Regions from separate parts of the Mus musculus genome. Here region 1 is linked to region 2. Evidence: chromatin contacts called from public HiChIP or PLAC-seq data. All regions are on one chromosome and are shown on one strand. Each heading gives the region's core, a stretch centred on a gene start, on an enhancer-like site or on the middle of the called end of the contact. The rest is flanking DNA. Distances are from core to core; before and after follow the strand shown.

Region 1 (3,261 bases), core at 754-3,253, 210 kb before region 2:
TGTTGATGAAGGTGATGAAGTCGGTGATGGGGATGCTGCTGTTGATGGTGACTGTGACAGCCATCTGTCAACTTGATCCGGAATCAACTAAAGCATATTGACAAGCCACTGGTCACTCCCGTGAGATATTTTCTTAGATTATCTGAGGTGGTAAGACTCACCCTTCCTCTGGAAGGGTGTTTGCCTTCCTCTGGAAGTCCAGATAAAAGGACATGAGTGAAGGAAACTGCTTTTTGCCTGCTGGCCCTCATCCTTATTGGCAAGTTCATCTACCCTGTTGCTGAGGCATTCCTTCACCCGAATTAGAGCCAAATTCTTTATTTTTTATTTCTTGTGTTCTTTTTTTTTTTAAGTTACAGTGGCATTTTAAATTTTTATTTATTTCTATTTCATACACTTTGGCTTTTTGCCTACACAACATATATATATGTTTGTGTAAGGGCATTGGATCCGTTGGAACTAGAACTACAGATAGTTGTGAGTTGCCATGTGGGTGTTAGGAATTGAACTCTGGTCCTCTGGAAGAACAGCCAGTGATCTTAACCACTGATTTATCTTTCCCTAGAACCTAGAGCAGAATTCTTAAGGGTTCCAATATAGATTGAAGACCAGCAGCTCTCTAGGAATCCTCTAGACCATTCTAGAACTACTGAGGTATCCAGCCTCATGGCCCAAGAAACTACAGGACTCTTAGCTCTCCAGTGAGAGACAGCCATTGTTGGATTAGCTGGGCCGTGTTATGGAAGCCACTGTAAATCTTGTGTGTGTGTGTGTGTGTGTGTGTGTGTGTGTGTGTGGTGTGATTGTGTGTTCTTAGTCTGTTCCCTTAGTGCTCCCTGGCCAATACAGTGATGATGGCGTGGTGAAGAGATCTGTGGTAACCATCTACATGTTGAAATCACAGACACAGCAGGAAGCCAGAGAAGCCCTGTTAACTCCTGAAGGCCATAGTAACACTCACCACCACAGCTAGTTTCTGTCTTCTGACGTGGATAACCAAGGCAACTCCTCTCTCTGTTCCCTGAAAACACTGCGTGGAATTCTGATGATTTGTCTTGTGTTCCTAACTCAGACATGCTTTCTAATCAGTGAAGAAAGTGAACCAATGCTTCCAAGCCCTGGCATCTGGAAGGCCCGAGGCTCAGTGCCCTTGGGAAGCCATGCCGCACCAAATGTGCAGAGGCTGTTTGTTAGATAAGCACTCCAAAGGCCTTTCAGGGAGTCTAGGGACAGCTGCATGGAAGGACATCCTGCCGCCTCTGCTCTGGAGACCTGGGAGATCTGTGAAACATTTGCATGGATTATATGGGCCTTTGTCTTCAAACCCAGCTGGGAGTATTATGGTTTGGATGTGAAATGTTGCCCATAGGCTCAGGTGTTGAAACACTTGGTCTCAGTTGGTAATGCTGTTTTTTTTTTTGGGGGGGGGGTGGATTGTGGAACTGTGGGAGGTACAGCCTCTCTGAAGGAAGTGGGTCATGGGGAGACTTCATAAGCATGCCCCACTCTTGAGTCCCGACTCCTGAGTTAGTGTGACCATCTGTCTCATGTTCTGGTTACCTTGCCTTCCCTCCCTGTCGACTCTCTCCCTACCTGAAGCATGAGTCAACGCGCATTCTCCAGTGTTTAGTCACACTTGTCTGTTGTTCTGTCACAGCGACAGGAAATGAACTAATACACAGTCGCCCTCTTCTTATTCACTGTTGTTGCTGTCCCAGGACCTTGTACAGCAGTGGTAACTCAGACCCCATAGTGGGGCAGCTCTTTGTAAAAGCCCTACTAAGGACCTTTCTGGGCAAACCATCACTCCTGGGCTTTGCAGTCTCCCATCTAGACAGTCAAGACGGCCCTGGAGTCCCAGAGACCCTTTCTAAAGCATTGCTTAAAGCTACACTGCCTTCCCTGAGCACTATGGTTTGTAGCAAGAGGCAAACTATACCAGTCCTGTCTGTCAGAATCTAAATGTGGAGGGTTGTGCATTTACATCCTGTAGACTCCAAGGAGCTAAAACAGATCCGCTGTAGACTTGCAGAACGCTTGTAAATTAAAAATAGACACTAACACATCACTGTATAGCAATGGAGGGAAGAAGCCATTGCTTTCAGGGGAAGTCTCATGGCTCTGACCTGACCGTGAGCAAACAGCAAAAGGTCAAAGGGCATACCACACCATTACCACTCCAAAGCTCTGCCCCTCCCACACCAAGAGAGCTTTCTGCCTCTGTTTTTCTTTCAAAACCAGACTATAGAGGAGGATCCATGGAGGGTCTGTGGCACGAAAACCCTTAGATACCCGCACACAAGCATTTCATGCCTGTTTCTCCCAGAACACAGCAGCAGTTTCTGATTGAGAGAGTTTGGAAGGGTCTGTCAGGTTCCCCTCCTCCCTCCTCCTACCCCTGTTTATGTTGCAGCACGCCACCCATGCCTCTCATCAACATCTTCAAAGAAGGAAGGTTTATTTTAATTTCTGATTTCAGTGATGGTGGATGCCACAGCCAACTCTGTCAGTTCTGGTCCCGGGCTGAAGCTCAGCATCATGGTTGTCATGGTTGCAGGATAAGGTGGCAGGAAGCAAGGAAGTAGGGTGTGGAAAAGGCCAGGGTGGGATCTAGTCCCCAAGAACACACCGTTCACGGACTCACTTTCTCCAAGGGGCCCTGCCTCCTGCTCCCCAATCCCTTACATACATCACACTGTGAACCTGTTAAGGCCTCAGCTCGTTGATTGGGTCAGAGATCCTAGGACCCAATCACATGCCCAAGTCCATCAGCTGGCAATCAAGCTTGACCACAGGCCTGTGGATGGTCTTCATGGTCACACCATAACAGAAGGCCACACGAAGGAACGAGTGTGATACTTCCACGGGGCACTCAGGATTTCCTGGAGGGGTCACAAATTGCTTGGTGAGAGGGGTTTCTGTTGAGGGTCTAATGAAATTACTGGATTTTAATACATATATTTTAGAGACAATGTTTTTCTTTTTTACACCCCCATTTATATATGAGGGGTATAGCTGGGACCTGGACATAAAACAAAAGAGATTTTTTTTTTAAAGTTTGGGTCTTGCTACTAATATTCTCTCTCTCTCTCTCTCTCTCTCTCTCTCTATATATATATATATATATATATATATATATATATATTTGATTTGAGGGGAAAAACACAAAACAAAACCAAAAGGAAATATTATTATAATCTCTTTAGCAAATTCCTATACCACTTTTCTTAACGGGAGAAAGATACTTCGCAATCTGATATC
Region 2 (3,333 bases), core at 491-2,990:
CAAAAGCAATATAAATCACTAAAGCCAATCCTTAGCCATCAGGTGGGAATCTTTTTCTTTAATGTTTTGCATATTTCTATTAATTTCACATAATAAGCATATCTTATATTTACTGGGATGATGTCTTTAGAAATTCCTCTATACTTTTGAAGATCTCAGAAGTAAGAAGTTGGTCCTTTATAAAAGAAAATTCAATGTCAGTCATCTTGGAACTCAGCTTGGTCTCATGATGATTTGTCTGTGGCTTCCTGTCCAGCATGGCTGCTTCTTACTCTAGGCTCTCCCCAACCCTCTGCTTCCTGGGCAGGCTCATTAGACTCCTGCTTCCTACACCCAGGTCCAGATCAAGTCAACATCCATCCATAAATCCACTGGTCATCATTGGTCTTGCGTCTTTCTCATCTCTTGGTCCTTTAACTAGACCTTGAGATCTCTGAGGTAAAACAGCTTTACTAATCTTAGGGTCTCTCAGCCTAGCATTATGCCGACTGCACAGTGGTACCCAACAACACTTGTGAAACTGAGGGAGTTGAAATCACCTTGAAGAACCTTATTTTCCTCAGCAAACATGCTTGTGAGGAAGAAGTACATTCAAAATGTGGGGAGGAAAGAAGAACTCCCTCTAGGTTTAAAAATCTTGTTTATCTTGGGATTAAAAAAAAAAAAAACACTGACTACTTTGCCAGGACAATTCAGTTGGCATGGCCGGAACCATCCCTAGCATAAACAAATTCCACAGAAGCCTAGCAGTTAAAGCTCCAGTAGACGTGGATGGTGTCTCTCAGGGTGGTCATCTGAGCAACATCTCCCCTGAAACATCTTCCTTGAGTCACTGCACACCATCCTCATGATTGAAGGATGTTGTTCTCCAACATGGTAACCCACGTGTGTACGAGACAGTTGAGCCTGAGTTGCTTCCGAGAGCATGGTTGACACCTCACCATTCACTATGTCTGGAGGAGGAAAGCAACCTGCCTCTGCTGGCCCCTTGCCATGATGGCTCGGTGACTCTGAAGCAGATTGTAGTAGGGGTGGACAGTACAGCCCACGTTAACAGACGTCTGTCTGACCTGAATTTGCTGGGTGCTTTCACGATTGCCTTCCCTGGGTATCACTCACGATTGTTGAGTGGTTTCTCTGTTTTACAGTTACTCCTCTCCCCATTGTTACTGCTTAAGAATATCACGGGCAGATTCTTAAAGTACAACGCTCTTGTGTTTTTTCTTCATAGTCACCCCTTGTTTTGAGCATTCATTGAGTATTATGACTAGCCAAACGGTGACATACAATTTCTATCACTCTTCAACTTTCTTAACTGGGACAGTAGCAAAAAGAACATCATCTTTTCCCTATTCATACAGACCCCAGGTTGGTTTTATTCTATGCTTTATAGTATACGACTGTCGATCTTTTTTTTTTCAAAACGTTCTCAGATCTGTCTGCTGAAGTCCTTTCCAGTTGGAGCCTATCGTGTTGTCTGCCCCCATCACTCCAAGGCACTTACTAGGAGAACTTTGATTTACATTCGCCCTGTCTTTACACAGTTTTGAATTAAGCCTAAAGAACAGGTGCTTAGCCTGTTTGAAAAACTCCAGCATCAAGAACTGTCACCAGCACACAGCAGTTTTCTTCTGCACAATGTGGCCACGCATATCTGCCCACTCTGCCCATATATGCAGTGTGTGGTCAAGACTTAGAGGTTGTGGTGACTTTGATCAAGACTTTAACCTTAGTCATAAAGTTGTCATGAGCTGACTCACACAGACTGTAGTCATGTGACTCAGACTCATCATGGGGTTTTATGGTGCCCTATGTGTATGCTCTGCCTTCCCTAAGAAGCACCCACACTCTGGCATCCTAGGACTGAGCCTCCATCTTGCTACTATTATTGACTCAAAAATCTTTTTCAAGAGTGATGTTTACACTTGTTCCCAGTAACCAGGCTCTACATGGCCTAGGGATCTGTGTCTTCCAGCCTCATGTTTGTTATATCTGCTTCTTTTAGGGGCTGAAGGTCTTCACTGGGTTTTCATGGCTCTGTATGTCAAATGAAAGGTTGATATTAGATGATGTCCAGGTCTGTCTCCATCTTAAAGACTGTATTTCTCTTTACTGGGGCTCTGCCATGTAACCTCAGTGGTCTGAGCACAGGAGATAGTAACTGATCATTTTGTGATGGGTTCTTACCCTCAAGATCTGTGATCCTCTGTACTAAGAGCTCATCACCAAAGTAAGACCAGATCAAGGGGAGAGAAAGGCATCCCCACTTCTGCCCACATGATGGATGCATGCATTCGTTGCCGTTCTCCTGCTATGCAGTGACTTGCCTGCTCTACTGTTCACAATTCCCCCATCCCTGCTGTGCACTCAGAAACACAACAAGCTCAACTATGCCAGCTCAAACTGCAGCTAAGATGAAGGCTTTGATGCCCATGGGATCTGACAAAGACTGGAAAACGGTCAGTTGTTCTTGGGCTCCCATCTCTCCTCATTGTCTCCAGTTCCTCTGAGATTTGCTTACATAGCTGTTGCTGTTATGGTACCATCTCTCATGTCTCCCTCAGGATGGCAGTGACAGTATTCACCTTCTAACAACCACTCTTGGTCCAACAGTCAGGAACTGCTAATGCTCTGCTGACAGCATCTCACCAACCCTATGTGCCCCAGGGTCACTCCAAAGCTATTATTTGCTTATTTCTCTCATGTTTGCCTCCCACCCATTCTTCTACCCATTCCAAAGTTACTCTCCAGGTTGTACCTCATACCTGTAACAGATTGTTCTCAAGCAATTTGCTAAACCTGAACAATATTCAAAAACCCCACCCAATTCTTATGGAATTTCATGCTTCACTTCAAATTCCTGTCTTTGCTTTTGTAAAAGCTCATGCACTACCAGATTAATGATACCAATTTCATAGTCAATATCCTTCATTGTCCACCATTTCAGTATATTGTAGGCTGTGTGTTTCTAAGGATGAGATTATTAGTGTTATAAATGTACAGTATTATAGAATCAAAACATGTATTTTGTGGGTATGCTTACTACAAAACACCCAGACAAGACAGAAAGTAAAATATAATTGTGATCCTTTCATCAAAATACTTGCGCATCAGGCTCTCACTTACATAACTGCGATAACGCAGAATAAAGTATGTTTGATCACTCTAATTATGTGGAAGCAACATAATCCCCCCAGTAGTTACACATTCATGAAATTTCTGTAAAACAACATTTCTACTGGCCACGGTTTTCAGTCTACTCTACTTACTACCTCTACACTCTCAATGAATACAGAAAAAATATTCATTGAGAACTAAGCTTCTTTGTTTTGA

The links. HiChIP or PLAC-seq counts read pairs in DNA pulled down with a chosen protein or histone mark.
Region 1: an HNF4G HiChIP or PLAC-seq map of pancreatic cancer cells shows a contact between it and region 2. The contact joins two enhancer-like sites. A contact is called at or near these places in 1 of 484 Hi-C or Micro-C datasets (bone marrow-derived macrophages), 2 of 115 datasets of contacts at active chromatin or transcription factors (CD8 T cells and pancreatic cancer cells) and 1 of 9 other capture datasets (adipose tissue).

Annotation. Positions count from the first base shown.
Region 1 is chr6:145,971,413-145,974,673 of GRCm38.p6, forward strand. All of the region lies in intron 1 of Gm32838 (a long non-coding RNA gene), which reads left to right. Gm38928 (a long non-coding RNA gene) reads right to left here. Exons shown (of 3, transcript XR_869599.2): 3 at 2,519-2,882. Among named protein-coding and RNA genes, the nearest start is that of Gm32838, 4.1 kb to the left of the region's middle. Within about 2 kb of position 2,004, at least 44 of the 459 cell types and tissues checked have an H3K27ac peak or open chromatin away from gene starts, as enhancers often do. A contact at or near this core is called in pancreatic cancer cells, where this site is marked.
Region 2 is chr6:146,184,016-146,187,348 of GRCm38.p6, forward strand. All of the region lies in intron 48 of Itpr2 (inositol 1,4,5-triphosphate receptor 2), which reads right to left. The region is part of intron 4 of Gm35768 (a long non-coding RNA gene); the gene reads left to right. Among named protein-coding and RNA genes, the nearest start is that of Gm35707, 12 kb to the right of the region's middle. Within about 2 kb of position 1,741, at least 44 of the 459 cell types and tissues checked have an H3K27ac peak or open chromatin away from gene starts, as enhancers often do. A contact at or near this core is called in pancreatic cancer cells, where this site is marked.